2 separate regions of the Sus scrofa genome follow, and region 2 is linked to region 1. A link is a contact called in public HiChIP or PLAC-seq data. All regions are on one chromosome and are shown on one strand. The core of a region is the stretch at or near the end of the contact, and the rest is flanking DNA. Distances in the headings are between cores, read along the strand shown.

What was found. HiChIP or PLAC-seq counts read pairs in DNA pulled down with a chosen protein or histone mark.
Region 2: a contact with region 1 is called in an H3K27ac HiChIP or PLAC-seq map of skeletal muscle, with 5 times the contacts expected there. The contact joins the enhancer-like site here to the promoter of CCDC80 in region 1. A contact is called at or near these places in 19 of 47 Hi-C or Micro-C datasets (adipocytes, alveolar macrophages, brain and 10 more) and 2 of 2 datasets of contacts at active chromatin or transcription factors (alveolar macrophages and skeletal muscle).

Annotation. Positions count from the first base shown.
Region 1 is chr13:147,200,504-147,208,108 of Sscrofa11.1, forward strand. It overlaps CCDC80 (coiled-coil domain-containing protein 80), which reads left to right and starts at 2,830. Exons shown (of 8, transcript XM_003132680.4): 1 at 2,830-6,660; 2 at 7,084-7,605. The coding sequence starts at 7,095.
Region 2 is chr13:147,252,687-147,260,075 of Sscrofa11.1, forward strand. It overlaps SLC35A5 (probable UDP-sugar transporter protein SLC35A5), which reads right to left. Exons shown (of 7, transcript XM_013982457.2): 7 at 16-5,957. The coding sequence ends at 5,904. Among named protein-coding and RNA genes, the nearest start is that of ATG3, 23 kb to the right of the region's middle. Within about 2 kb of position 2,910, at least 17 of the 83 cell types and tissues checked have an H3K27ac peak or open chromatin away from gene starts, as enhancers often do. A contact at or near this core is called in liver, omental adipose tissue, retroperitoneal adipose tissue and 1 more, where this site is marked.

The DNA.
Region 1 (7,605 bases), core at 1,580-4,079:
CATTTCAAACCAGGTCTCAGGTTTTGACACATCCTTGCTAAAGTTGCTCTTCTAAGACAGTTGTGACACAGTCCCTGCTTCAGTGCTTATGCACTTGCTGTTCTCTCTTACTTAGAATGTTCTTCCCTCCCCTAATTCTTGAGTAGCTTACTCTCCTCACTTCAGTTAGGATGATTCTCCTTGACCCTTATCTAAAATGGCCTTCTCCCTTCATTGCATTTTACTCCCCTCCCCTTTAAAAATTTCCTCCAAGGGAGTTCCGGTCATGGCTCAGTGGTAACAAATCTGACTAGTACCCATGAGGATGCAAAGTTCAATCCCTGGCCTCGCTCAGCAGGTTAAGGATTGGGTGCTGCCGTGAGCTGTGGTGTAGGTCAAAGACACAGCTTGGATCTGGTGTTGCTATGGCTGTGCGGCAGGCTGGCAGCTACAGCTCCGATTTGACCCATAGCCTGGCAACCTCCATATGCTGCAGGTGGGGCCCTAAAAAGCCTTAATTAATTAAGTAAAATAAAAATATCTTCCAAGCACATGCCCAGGTCTAGGTCTATTTATTTGTTTATATTCTTATTGCCTGTTTCTTATAACTGGCACAGAAGCTCCATGAGGTCAGGGAGTGTTCATCACTGTATCCCTAGTGATTGGAACAATGCACTGAATTGCATTGTTGAATGAATAAACTGCCATCCTATTGGCCGACCTTTCCTTAAGTGAGTGATGGGATCAGAACCTGGAGTGCAAGGTCAATTAAAGAAATAAGTGAAGGACAGGGCAGTCCTAGCAGGGCAGGTGCAGGAGACAGCCAAGACGGGATCTGGGAAATTGAGGATGACAGACCTGGCAGGCAAACCAGCACATCCTGCCAGGTAGAGTATCTTGGACTCATAGATGCTAGTGTACTTTACAGCCAACAGAACATACTAAGCAAGTTTTCCAGGTGCCACATAGTAGCTGCCATGGGAAGCCTCTTTCGTGGTAAAGCCTGCTCCAGGAATCAAAGACGCAAAGTCTCCAACAGGAATGGAACCACAGCCTGTACTGAACTTTTATATGAAGAGGAAGTTGGCAGCACTGCTGAGGAGAGTTTATCTTCTCCAATAGACTATGAGCTTCTTAGAGGAAGAGACTGCCTGGTTCTCAATCATTCCTGATACAGAGTCTACACTCTTGGCAAAAGAAGGGGTAAAATAAGGGAGAAAGAAATTGGATCATTGGTCTCTCCTTGGTTATATCAAAGGGTATGGAGAGACTCAGAATTGTCCCCGTGGGATAGGTATAAATCATTTGTATGTATTAAATGGCCAATGGTTAAGACTTTGATCTCAGTACTGTCTACTCCTTTTCAATTCAAAACTAAACCCCCAAGCAGCAAAATGAGGGGCTGAAGATTTAAAATGAGCCATTAAGTTATTCACATAGTTCCTTAATCTCTGCTACGGCAAGATACTTCAATTTGCTTTAATTAAGAATTCGATATTTTCCTTGGCCATCATCAAAAAGTCTACAAACAATAAGTGCTGGAGAGGGTGTGGAGAAAAGGGAACACTATTACACTGTTGGTGGGGATGTAAATTGGTGCAACTACTGTGGAAAACAGTATGGAGATTCCTCAGAAAACTAAAAATAGAACTACCATCTGATCCAGCAATCCCACTCCTGGACATCTAGCCAGAGAAAACCATGACTTGAAAAGATGCATGTACTCCAATGTTCATTGCAGCACTCTATACAATAGCCAAGACATGGAAACAACCTAAATGTCCATCAACAGAGGAGTGGATAAAGAAGAAGTGGTACATATACACAATGGAATATTACTCAGCCATTAAAAGGAAAGAAATAACAGCATTTGTGGCTATGGACTTAGAAATTATTGTGGTAAGTGAAGTCAGTCAGACAATGAGACACCAAGGTCATATGCTATCACTTACATGTGGAATCTAAAGAAAGGACACAATGAACTTCTTTGCAGAAGAGATACTGACTCACAGACTTTGAAAAACTTGGGGTTTCCAAATGAGACAGATTGGGGGAAGTGAAGGGATGCATGAGGGTTTGGGATGGAAATGCTATAAAATTTGGTTGTGATGATCATTGTACAACTATAAATGTAATAAAATTCATTGAGTAATAAAAAAACTACAAAAAAAAAAGAATTCAACATTTTCTTAATTAAACAACTTTCCACTTGGAAAAAAGTCCTTTAAGTCCCCCCACCACCACCAAAAACAAACAAATAACAACAGCAACAAAAAACACAAAAAAACTGAAGTAATCAAAACTAAATGAATAAAAAAAAAGGATATTGAAACTGTTCTCCCCCAAAGTTTTGGCCCATATCTACCAGGTAACTTTTATTTTGATTTATTTATTTTTTTTTTAAGTATACATATACCTTAACTTTGGATTAAGCCTGTGACCTTGTTGACATTTCAGGGACAAGTTCAGGGTGTTTCTTTTTGGGGATTACCCTTTCTTCGGAGCCTCCCTGGGCCGCAGCAGCAGCCTGATTATGGGCTTTCCCCTTGACTTTGCTGTTTATTACTTTAGTTTGTCCTATACTAAGAAAGAGAAGAGTTCGTTTTCACTCTGAACACCATAAACATGGCTGAAAACTGAATTTTGATTAAAGTCTGCAAATGGAAAAAGGGAAGAAAATGGCTCTGCTCTTTTTCCTGCTGGGGGTACCGGTTATCACAGAGTGGGAGAGGTGGTTTCCCTTCAAGACCACATGAAGAACTTGCATCTTTTTCCTCTTCATTTGTTTTCATAGTTTCCTCTTCAGTAAATAATTTTTTTTTTTTTTTTTTTTTTTTTTTTTTAGGCAGTAGAACAATGTTTTGAATCCAGTCAGTAAGATCCACACAGTGTTGCTCTGTGCAGAGGATCAAGTGTATGTGACAGAAACGATAGTTTCTCTCGGGTGCCTGGGACAGGATATTTTCCTGAGTCTTAGTCCCAGGTCAGTGCAGTTCTGCTCAGTTAGCACACCCTCCTCTGCTTGCCTCCTTATGTTTAGTATGATTTTCATCAAATAATCCCCCCTATCCCAGTGTCACTGAAGTAATTCTGTTTTGCACATTCTTTCCTTTACTCCCTCCAAATTACTGTGTGACAAATGTCAGGCAGTGTCTTGTCAGTGTGTTCCTAAATTAGGATTTCTAAAATCTAGTTTTGGATTTTATTCTTTTTACATTTCTCTCAACATTGATCTCAAAAATCTCTCTCCACTCTCTTTCTCTCTCTCTGCAATTAGTTACTATTTCTTTCTTAGGTAACAGAAAAAAAAAAAAAAAAAAAAAAAAAAAAAAAAAAAAAGGAAAGATCTAGGTGGAGTGCTTTTAAAAATAGAGATTTTAGGAGGAGTTCCAGTTCTGGCATAGAGGAAACAAACCTGACTAGTAACCATGAGGTTCTGGGTTTGATCCATGGCCCTGCTCAGTGGGTTAAGGATCCAGCGTTGCCGTGACCTGTGGTGTAGTTCACAGAGGCAGCTCGGATCTGGCGTTGCTGTGGCTGTGGTGCAGGCTGGCAGCTGTAGCTCCGATTGGACCCCTGGCCTGGGAATCTCCATATGCCATGGGTGTAGCCCTAAAAAGACCAACAACAACAACAACAAAAACCAGAGATTTTAAGCCTAGAAATTGACTAGAAATGGACTAGAAATTGAAGATCATTGCAAATCATACATCGGTATGGGCTTTTCCAGAAAGAGGTGCATGCTAACTTGCTTCCTAACTGCTCTTAACAGATGTATGCTCCCTGGACTTTCCTGGGAATATTTTCTGAGGTCCCAGGAGAGGCTTTATGTGTTGAGGTTGAAAAATGCTTGTGAGTCTGTGAGAGGGTGCGGTGGGGAAAACTGGGGAGACACTGAGGTGGCAGTTAGGTTTTCTCCCTCCTGTGTGTTTAGCGTGCCATCTAGTGGCTGATGCTTACAGGAGGGAAGAAAGTCTGAGTCCCCCCAGGAAGACACAGGTCAGGATTGGGCTGGCTTTCCCCGTACAATCCAGGTTGCTAAAGTGACTTGATTTCAACTTTACCATTGCATAGATGACGAATGTTATGCACATTCTGTGTAGGTTAGTGGAAGCCATGGGATATTCAAGAAAAAGAATAAAAGACTTTAAGGACCTATTAAGAAAGGCAAAAAGGATGGTTACACAATTATTCCAGAATGAAGGACTCTAAAAGTACAAGTGCTCTGGCTAAGCAAATAAATGAAACTCTTTTATGAATTGGGGAACACAAAAAGAAATTGAAGAAAAAGGAAAAAGAGAAGGCAGAAGGCATGGGAAGAAAATGATGGGGGGGGACAGTTTAATACAATGCTTTGTAGACACCTGGGTTCAAATTTCAGAGCCACCTCTTAGCATCTGTGCAACAGTAGGCAATACTTCCGTTCATTCAGTCTCAGGTTGTTTATCTGTAAAATGAGGACCATCCCATCTATCTGTTAGGGATGCTGTGAGGGTTAAAGACTACATGAAAGTGTCAAGCCCAGAGCCTCACGTGAAAGTGCTCAATAAATGGTAGTTGTTGTTAGCAGGGAGAGGCGCAAAGAAGGAAGGGAGGCAGGCCAGTAGGGGACTGTGTGGAACACATGATGATTCGAGAAAGAAAATCACATCCAAGACTGTCCAATTTAGCACAGGGCATTTGATCAACTTAACAGGTGAATCCCAGGAAAGAGGAAATCTCTAACTCCACTGGACAGAGGATTTCAGCCTGAAGCCCACCTTTGTTCTGTGCTCATGGGTGTCTGAGAGGGCTCCACAGGAAGGCCTTTTCCTTGGCACCCTTTGGTCTTCATGCTGTGGTCTGAGAACCTGACAGTCAACCCCTCCAGGTGGTCAATTCACTGCTGGGAGCTTATGTGAAGGAAAAGTAAATGACCAGTCTGAGGTGGGGCTGATCAAAAGGAGTAACTAGGCACCATGTTTTATCCAGAGACAGTAGCCACTGATACAGCCTAGCTTATAGGGATCCTTCTGAAAACCCTGGGTCACCAATCTCTATGGCAGTTAATACTGCTTGAATGCACTTGGAGAGGCTGGAAGAAATATCTACATAACCCAAGGCACCTTTCCTCCCCACTAAAAGCTGAATCCTCATGGCAGATCCAGGAGGCATACTCACAGAGCTGCCTCATTCTCTCCTTTGGGATCTGACATGGTTACTTCTAAGGACTGCCTAAAACCCTCTGGACACGCAAAGCCTCTGGAGAGCAAGATATTGCAACACACACACATGCACACACACTCATGCATACACACTTGTGTCCTCTGAGGAAGCTCTCGGCCTACCTTCTCTAGCCTGAACCCAGAACTGGAGGTCATAATAGCCTTTCCCTGTGTAATGGCTGACCACAATCTCAGGAGAACAGCAGCCACTGCCTGCATTTCTAACCTTTTACCAGCTTCCTTTCATGCCAAGTAGAAACTAGGAACAAGAACACAGTAATACGATCTCCAATTAGCATAAAATAAAAACAACACCAGCCATGTTTTCCATGGACTTTTCCAACCTCAAACTAAACTCATGAAGCAGGGAGAAAGAGATAAAAATATACCCATGGAACTAATATATATATACTGTCGTTGTACGTACAGCCAAGCACTCTGAGCCAAATGAGTATCTGTCACTAGGAAAACCAAGCAGTCAGATGTAGAAATCTGAGAATTTTCCCTTTTCCAAAGTGCAGTGTAAGTACAAACAGGAAGGGACAGTGTCCTGATGACTCGGTGGGGAAGGGGTTAAGTCCTCAGCCATCCAGTTCTTAAGTGATTTATGATGATGTGCAATGTTTCAAAACTTTCCCCTACCCCAAAGAACAGCCCCCTCCCCTACACCCCCTCCCCAGTCCAGGCTCACCGCTCACCGTGCTGAAATGGGAAGGAGGCGGTGTTTTGCTGATCTGTTAAATTCTTAGTGAAGTTTCCTTGATTTCCAGTGGCTGCTGTTGTTTGAGTTTGGTTTGGATCAAAACTGAGGTTGTCCTGGCATTTCTGGGATTGAATCCAGGCAAGAGGAAGAAGAAAAAGGAGAAGGAAAAAGAGGAGAGGAAAAGGTGGCGAGAAATAAAGGGAGGAGAGAAGCCTAAGGAAAAGAGAAAAGTCCTTTTTCAACATCACATTCCTGTGTTTTCCCTCAGCCTGGAAAACATATTAATCCCAGGGCTTTTACGCTCGGAAACAAAAGGACGAAGCCAGACTGTGGGGGAAAGGGTGATAAGAATCCTGGAACTGGAAAGAGAGAAAGAGCAAGATTCAGAAAGAGCTGGGGCTCCACTTTAAGGGGAGTCCAGTGCTGTCGGCTGTGGGGACTGGCACACACAGACACAAGAAGCCCCAGCAGAAGCGGCAGACACATGGAGATGCAAAGACTTAAAAGGACAGCTCCTTTCACCGCATCCTACTTGTCAAGAAGGTAAAAAGGCACAGCCAGAAAGAAAAGAAGACAGCTCAGCCGTCAGGTCCGGACAGGCGGTGGTCTGTGTGCGGCTTTGGGAGCTGGAGCTGCAGCACACCCCTTTGTATCAGCCAGCCTCTCAAAGGAGAAGAGAGTTCGGAGGAAAAGTATTTCATCTAGGAACTGTCCTGGGAGCACACTTCAGATTGCTTTTTAAACCCTCCACATTCCATCTCCATGAGCCACCATGTAAGTGTGTAACCCTGCCTGTCTTTGCTGTGTCTGTTTGTTTCTTTGTTGCTTTTTTTTTTTGAAGAACTGCAATAGGAATGTTGTCATAATTAATATGCTCAGTGTGCCTTTTCTCTGGAGCATCAGTCAGTTGAAACAGTGCAAGCATGCTGAATGGGGAATTGAGTGGAGTTTCCTGCTTAATGTAACTGTCTCTGCTAAGCACGGATAAATTACAGGGACTAAAAAGCAACAGGATCTCATCCGATTTTCCACTCCCTGACCTCCCTCCTTCTTCCCTATCCACCCCTTCCCCCTCCCCCTGGCGGAGATAGTGAAAGAGATAATGCCCAGTTCTGTTTGCAATTAAATGATTTTCTTTCTTTCTTTTTTTTCTCTGGCCTCCCCTCTCTGTCTTTTGACCCTGCTGCCTCCTCAAAGTGGATTGCACAATGATATGGAGAATGGGACCCAGTTTTACCATGCTGTTGGCATTGTGGCTGGTGTGCGGATCAGAGCCCCACTTGCAGGCCAGGAATAGAGTGAGCCATGGAGGGCGGAAAGCGCCTCTGGTTTCCCCCACCAACAGAAGGCCAGCTCGGTTACTGAGGCACACAGGGAGGTCTCAGGGAATTGACAGAACCACTCTGGGAGAACCAAACCTTCAGTCTCTCCAAAGAAGGAGGAGCATACCGGTGTTGAGAGTGGCTCACGCAACGGCACTGCCAGCCTCGCTGGGCATCAGTGGGGCCCCGGTGAGAACTGAGCAGAGACCAGCAGCCCAGAGCTCTCCCCGTCAGATGGTCCGAGATGAGGGGTCCTCGGGTCGGTCAAGAATGTTGCGCTTCCCGTCTGGGTCCAGCTCTCCCAACATCCTTGCCAGCTTTGCAGGGAAGAACAGGGTGTGGGTCATCTCGGCCCCTCACGCCTCGGAAGGCTACTACCGCCTCATGATGAGCCTCC
Region 2 (7,389 bases), core at 1,660-4,159, 52 kb after region 1:
GATGAGTACACAAAGTTTATAGAAAGGATTTATACAAAAGACATCCATGCACCGAGGCTCAAAAAACAGCTCACCTACAAAAAGGAAACAAATTATACGCACACACGCATACATAACATATATAATACAGCAGGGAAATATTTAACTTCTTGGTAACACTAAATGATAAAAAAGAGATTTCTGATGAAAAAAAAGTGACTTAAGAATTATTTTTAGGGAAAGTCATCATTTATATTAAATGGCTATATAAATTAATAAAAATGTAAAACCTCTTTGAGCAATAACATGACTAAAAATCTTGCACTTAGTAAATAGCTATTAGATGCGGAAAAAAATAAATAAATAAAACCTCAGGAAGAGTATCTGCCAAAAACACTTTCAGAAGAGAAAAGTCTATTTTAAGACAGCTCCCAGCTGAGAAATGAACTGCCATTTAAAATTTATGAATAAGTTATATCATGCACAAATAAAGTTTAATTAGCTGTGATAATGGGATTACAAACTAAAAGCCAACCTATTAATTCTTGAAAGAAAAGGTGCAAAGGAAAACATTTAAAAAGAACTTCCAAATTACATTGTATTCATGACAGCATCAAATCTAAGAGGTACCACATCCTGCTAAGAAACACTCTTAATTAAACAGATTATTTTGTCATTTAGAATTTTCATTTTATATCTTGCTTAAAGAGCTTTTAAAGACTTTATTATGTAGCATTCTCTGATTACATAAAAAAGGAAACTATAAGTTAAATAAATTAAAATATTTCTAAAATGTCTTCCCATTTTGAGGCTGTATCTCTTGAGTCACATTTTGATGCAGCATCATAGACGTCTGAGGTTTTCCAGGCAGAGGGTTCTCTGCACCACTGAGAGATGTGATGATGATGAAGCATTTTAAGAGAATTTCTCTGCTATCTCCAGGGTTTTCTTCTAATCTACTGACATTCATTGTGTAAAATTTTATGCTGGCATGTTCTTAATCTTACCAAGAGGTATTGATAAAAGATTTTCAGACAACAATTAGGACTCTTATCTTCCCCTCAAATGGTCCTTAAGTGGTTTGTTGACTGAAACATCAGGAAGTGGTATTTATCCAGCTATGCCAAATGCCTGCATGTGCAAGCAAAGACAATTTCATCCTTCTGCTAGGGGGGAGCAGCTATATTAACATGCCATTGCTTAAAGCACCCCAATTTCAGAGATGGTAATGTGAAAACACAGGAGTCTTAAAATAGATGAAATCAAGTATAGTAGACCTGGATAAAGTTCTCAGAGCTTATTAAGAAAAACTGGGAGTGGGAGGAAATGTAATACCTAATTTCCCCATCTTTCAGTGAAAGGAGTCAATAACCATATTTTAATTTTTGAGGATGAAACATTTATAAATAAAGTTCTACATTCGTTTAAAATATGTAACAGTAACTACTAGAAATGAAACAGACAAAAATGCAAGTTGAGCAAATCTAAAAAACACCAAAAATCTTTCAAACTGGTTCAAAATATCCAAACCAATACCAACTTTCTCAAAAAAGTTTTTGTACAGAGGACAGGCGAAACAATAATAAATTCAATAAAAATATGCAAATGACAACAGAAAGAGTACAGATCTCATTTTCTAACCAAGTGTATAAAAACTAGAAATTAACAAAAGTATGAGTAAAATCCTTAATGACACTACCCTTGACTCAAAACAGATTTAGAAAATAATGATAATGCTGTATTTTAAAGTCTTTCTGACTAGCCTAAAGTCTACTTACTCCAAGAAATTCTTCTACTAGCTATAAACATGCTCTTCAACAAGCAAGAAAATAAATGCATTTGAAGTAGATCAGATGGAAAAAAGATCAAAACAAACTTTAGAAAAGCAGAACACAATAAACTTCAATAAAGTAAAAATTAATTAGAAAATGCTCATTAACCTATTTAAAAAAATAGAGACACTATTCATACACAAAGTTAAAAATGAGAAAGAAAACACGACTCTGGCAAAAGAGGAAATTAAAAGAATTAAGAGAATGATTCATAAATTCCTAAGCAAATATGTTTGAAAATCTGGATGGTTAATTTTTTGGCATCTGTGTTTTAAATGATCAAGAGTGAACCAAGAAGAGGATGAAGAAGAACCAGAGAATGTTGTAGAAAAAAAAGTGCTTCTCAAAAAAGTACCACGCCTAGGCAATTTTATTGGTGAGTTCTTTCAAAGCTTCAGGGAACACACAAAGCTGACGTTTTAAAAAATCTTTCCAGGGCGTCTCGGCCAATGGGAGTTGGCAGCTTGAGCCACACCACATCCGTGCGGGATTGTTAGGGACATGGGGTGATAAATCCCAGCAGGATTAAATGCATCATCAGCATTGTCAGCAGGTTTCAGTTATCTGGGCAGAGACAGGATGGCGCTTGAAGCAAGTAAAATCGCAAGTGAGGACAGTTCTGCAGGACTGTTAGGGAGTTTATTGTGATTCTATTTGAGCGACATTATCACCTCACTAAACTCCTATCTGAATTGAAAATTGACTGGTTTAATAGCTTGATATTTTAATTGTAAATTTGGTTTTCATATAAAAATTGTAAGCAAGGAGTTTATTCTCCATGTTTGTATCCATTTAAATAATAGTAAGGAAGAAAAAAGGTCTACACTGAGATCTGTGAGAGGTTTTTTGTTTCTGTTAAAGGAAGGATACCTATTACTTGATTTCTGAAAGTCTGCTCTAGGCTTCAGAGAAGGAAAACAACTCTCCTTTGCATTTGACTTTCTCTGCCTCTTATCCACACTAGAATGCTAAGAATTCTCAGGAAAAACCAGGACTTAGGTAAAAGGAGAAGTTGCCAAGGAGGCCCTGGGCTGTTCCGGTCAAGGCCGGGCCTGTACCAGGGCAAAAGTAGTCCCTGCAGCTCCACAGAACCTAATCCAGCACACAAGCAAACAGGGCTTCCACATGGTGGTTTAGAGGCAAAAAGCCTTAGAGTTGTAAACAAAGTAACTCTGCCCCAGAGCCTCCTCTGCACTCCAACTTGAAAACCTACCGCAGCAGGACAGTGCCGGCCGAGGATTTGAGATCCTGGGTCTCAGCCACATCCTGCTTCCCCCCAGGATCAGGCATACTGCTGGACAGAAGCCTGGTCCTTTGACCAGTGACGGAGCTGGAGTCAGGTCACTGCAGGCCACACCTGCGGTCCAACCAAAGGCTATTCAGAAACTATGACAGGAGCAAATTCAGTGCATTAGTGGTAGGTCATAACTGCTTAGAAGAGACTCTAAAATTAGGAAGGGACTTCAATCACTTAGACCAACTTCTGTACTAGTGATGGACTCTCTTCTAAAACATCCTGCTGATAAAATCTCCCCTTGAACACTTGAGTGATGGAGAATTTACTACTATTCTCTCCTACTCTTTAGAAAGGCCTTCTCGTCTGTTGGGAAGCATCATTTGTTAGGAGCGTTACCCTATAACTTGTAGTGTAGTTTGGTTCTTTAGGACAGGAAAGAAGTCTACTTCTCTTTCCACATGACAAATCATTCCTCTCCCCAGGTCAAATGCTTGATCCAAGATGACAGGATATAGTTTCTAGAACTCTCAGCTTCCAATTCCTCTCCTATTAAAACACTGGCACCCACAAAAGCCCAGGCTTTCCTTAGTATCCACAGGGGATTGATTTTAGGACCTACTGCAGTAGCCGGCCCTCTGTGCCTGTAGTTCCATATTCCAGGATTGAACTAACTGATGATCGTGTTGTACTGTATGTATTTATTGAAAAAAAAATCTGTATTTAAATGGACATGTGCAGTTCAAACCTGTGTTGAGAGGTCAAATGTACTGCAGTGCATCTGTATCAGAACTTTACATTTTAGTTCCAGCTCCTTCTCTCTCTCTAAATAATTTGTAAGTTAACATGAGTAAACATCACTCTGGGCAAAAAATGCTTTCCTGAAAAGGAGGGTGGAAAAAGTAACTGTAAATGAGAAAATCAATCTCCACGAACTAGTAGCATCTGCTATTGAATATATTCTGTAGGCCATAATTTTACAAGTAATATTGTTGCAGTTTTATCTGTTGCATAAGATAAATATGTTTTGTAGGCTGTATTTCTTAAAAGTGAGGTCTTCCTATAGCTGATTATATTTACCTTTAAAATGAACTGCCACAAGAAAATAATCTTCCTGTTTCACATAACTCTGGTGGAATGCCTATGACAAAGTAAGCAATTTTGCTATCCTCAGAAGTCAAGATCTACTAAAAGAGAAAGTTTTTAAAAAGTTCTTTTTTTTAAAAAAGTTGTTTTGAAATTAAAAATACTCTGCATTCTACCTCACATGACAGAGCGGCAACACAAGAGAAGGATTTAATAATTACTTTATTTATAAAATTCTACCAATTCTTGCCATTTATATTATTCTGAGTATCACAGATGGATTATATAATATTATCTTTTGCTTATCTGTATGAAAACTAGGGGAAAGGAGATGTATGGACTACACGAAAATGACATCTTAAAGCTCACATTTATAGGGCAGCACTCTGTAAACACACAGCACTGTTAGCTGAAGCTAACTCTTGTCCTATTGCCACCCAGCTGTATGCCTTGGGCAAGTAACTTTTGTTTACTCATTGTTTAAATTACCTATCACCTGATTTCTCTACCTCACAGACTCAATGTGATACATGCAAAAATACCTCAAAAATACCATGCAGTTTAAGCGTGAAATAGAGTTACTATAAGATGATTTATTACTGGCCTTCCTCTTTTTACAGTGACACTATTCACATTTCATTAAAAGTTATTTCTTTGCAAAATGACTCTTTTAAAAGGAACTCTTGGAGTCCTCACTGCGGTGCAGTGGGTTGAGATCCAGAGGTGCTGCAGCTGTGGCACAGGTCGAAGCTGTGGCTTGGATAGGATCCCCGGCCTGGGAACTTCCATATGCCATGGTTGTGGCAAAAAAAAACCAAAAAACAAAAAAAAGGAACGCTTCAGCATTAGTCATACTGACAATCTGGCATGATTCTGAAGCCAGTGCCTCAAACTTTAGGAACAAAATATGATATAAAAATATATAATAATCATAAGTTGTATTTAAGAACTAATTAAAATGGCTTATTAGTTCTCCAAAATAGAATAATTCAAGAGTAATGTGGTCAAGCCGAGAAAAAATCTACCATGGCTGGTTTAGGTGATGGAAAATACAAATAATTGGTGAATAGGCACTAACTTTCACCTAAATTGAAGCTTATTGGTGCAGAAAAACATCAAAAGATAGTCACTAAAAATCAAATTCCGTAGGAATTGCTAAAAACTAAAATTCTGAGATTTTGTTGAAAATTTTTCTTTGGCAAAATATTTAGCACAGACATTACTTTCAAATCAATGTTGTGGGCAGTTATTAAAATCCTTCAAACAAACTTTTGAGGAGTCACACTGCTTTTTAACTGCAAAATGACTATCTCCATGGTGTCAAAATTTAAGGGACAACTTAGGTAATATTTATGATGATAGAAAAGGGAAGACTATGGCATGCCAAGCAAACTACATAATTATGAATATCTGGCAAACTGGTATCCATTTGCATATTAATAGGGTACAGCTCACATGGTTATTACAAGTTTTTTGGAACCTTGGAGAAACAAAGAAAATAATCTGCGAATATAACCTGTTGACCTACCGGGCCATTAATGCAGTCTCTACATTATTACTCTTATGTCAGTTCCTTGGAACTTTTTAGCCTTTGGGTACTCTAAACTTTGGCTGGAATTACTTAGGGAGTGGTCAGATATATGCAAAGAGTTTTACGCTTTAGAAAGGTTCTTGGTTTATCAAAATGCAAAGATAAATATCATACATGCTTAAAATGTGCAAATAAGGTTTGTAAGAACTGCCAACTATTTGGGTACCACTTAGAAAGTATCTTAATCTGACTCAATATCACTGGGTTTGGTAAGTCTTTCCAGTTCTTCTCCATCCTAAAAGGAAACATGAAATCAGTAATTAATTAAAACAAAACTAGAAATGCAGCATTTTAAATGATTGCTAAGGAGAAACTCTACTAATAAATCATGGATTTTATTTCATTAAACCATAATCTGGTTAAATGAAATGAAATACTGGAAAGTTATCTTTTTAGACATAAAATGAGATCATTAAAAATTAGAATGCACCTCAGTACTTTAATTTCAAAGTTAACTAGAGCAAAGTGAGGAGCGCCCCCTGCTGGTTCTGAAGGGAAATAACTAAAGGTTGGAGAAATAAGTATAAACTAGGCCTTGTTACCTAAAATGGTTTTCCTTTTTTTTTTTTTTTTTTGTCTTTTCTAGGGCTGCTCCCACTCCCTTGGCATATGGAGGGTCCCAGGCTAGGGGTCTAATTGGAGCTGTAGCCACCGGCCTACGCCAGAGCCACAGCAACTTGGGATCCGAGCTGTGTCTGGGACCTACACCACAGCTCACGGCAATGCCGGATCCCTAAACCACTGAGAGAGGCCAGGGATCGAACCCGCAACCTCATGGTTCCTAGTCGGATTCGTTAACCACTGAGGCACAATGGGAACTCCTAAACTGGTTTTCTTTAACTTAAAAAGTAGGGCAAGCAGTGTTACTAGACTGTTGAAAAAGAATACAGGACTTAATATAAGAACCTATACTCTCTTTGGCTAAGATAAGGGCATTTGGGACCCAGTCTTCTAATTTTTCATCTTAAGAATCTGTTGTATCATCACTACAGGAGGCATTACTGAGGGAAGTTAGGCCATGAACTCTAATAAGCAAGATTCATTTCCCCATAGAGTAAAATGCTCATTGTGTGAAATAATTCATATTTTGTGTGTTCTTGAAAACTGTAAATTTCAAGCTAGAGAGAGGACTCTATTTCATGTTTTATTTAAAAATATGCCTAACTCCTAACTTGAGCCTCCAAAAGACCATTATCCATTTGCTACCAGTATGACTGGTAGACCTTCCTAAAACAATTATAAGCAACCAGCAGAATACTACTTATTCAGAATAACTGTATAAGTGTTTTTCTAGGAACAATTTTCTTCTACATGCAGTGATCTTTTTGAAAGCTACCTTCTTAGTAAGACAAACAAGGCTGGCCCGTCTGGCACATCCTGGTTTATGAATAACTGGGAAAATGGAGCAGCCAGACTTTCTACTTATATTTAACAAGACTTACTAATGTTGAAGATCAACTTTTCTCATGAATGAGGCTTATTTCCCCAACTGTGGTGAAGTGGAAAAAGTAAGACTAAAGAGTCAGACCTTGTGGGTTTGATACCAGTTCTCTCACTTATTACCTATAACTCAGCTAGCCTCTCTGAGCCTGTTTCTTTACATGCAAAACTAGGGAGACTGGACAAATAACCCATGAGGCATGTACTGATTCTGTGACTCTATAATA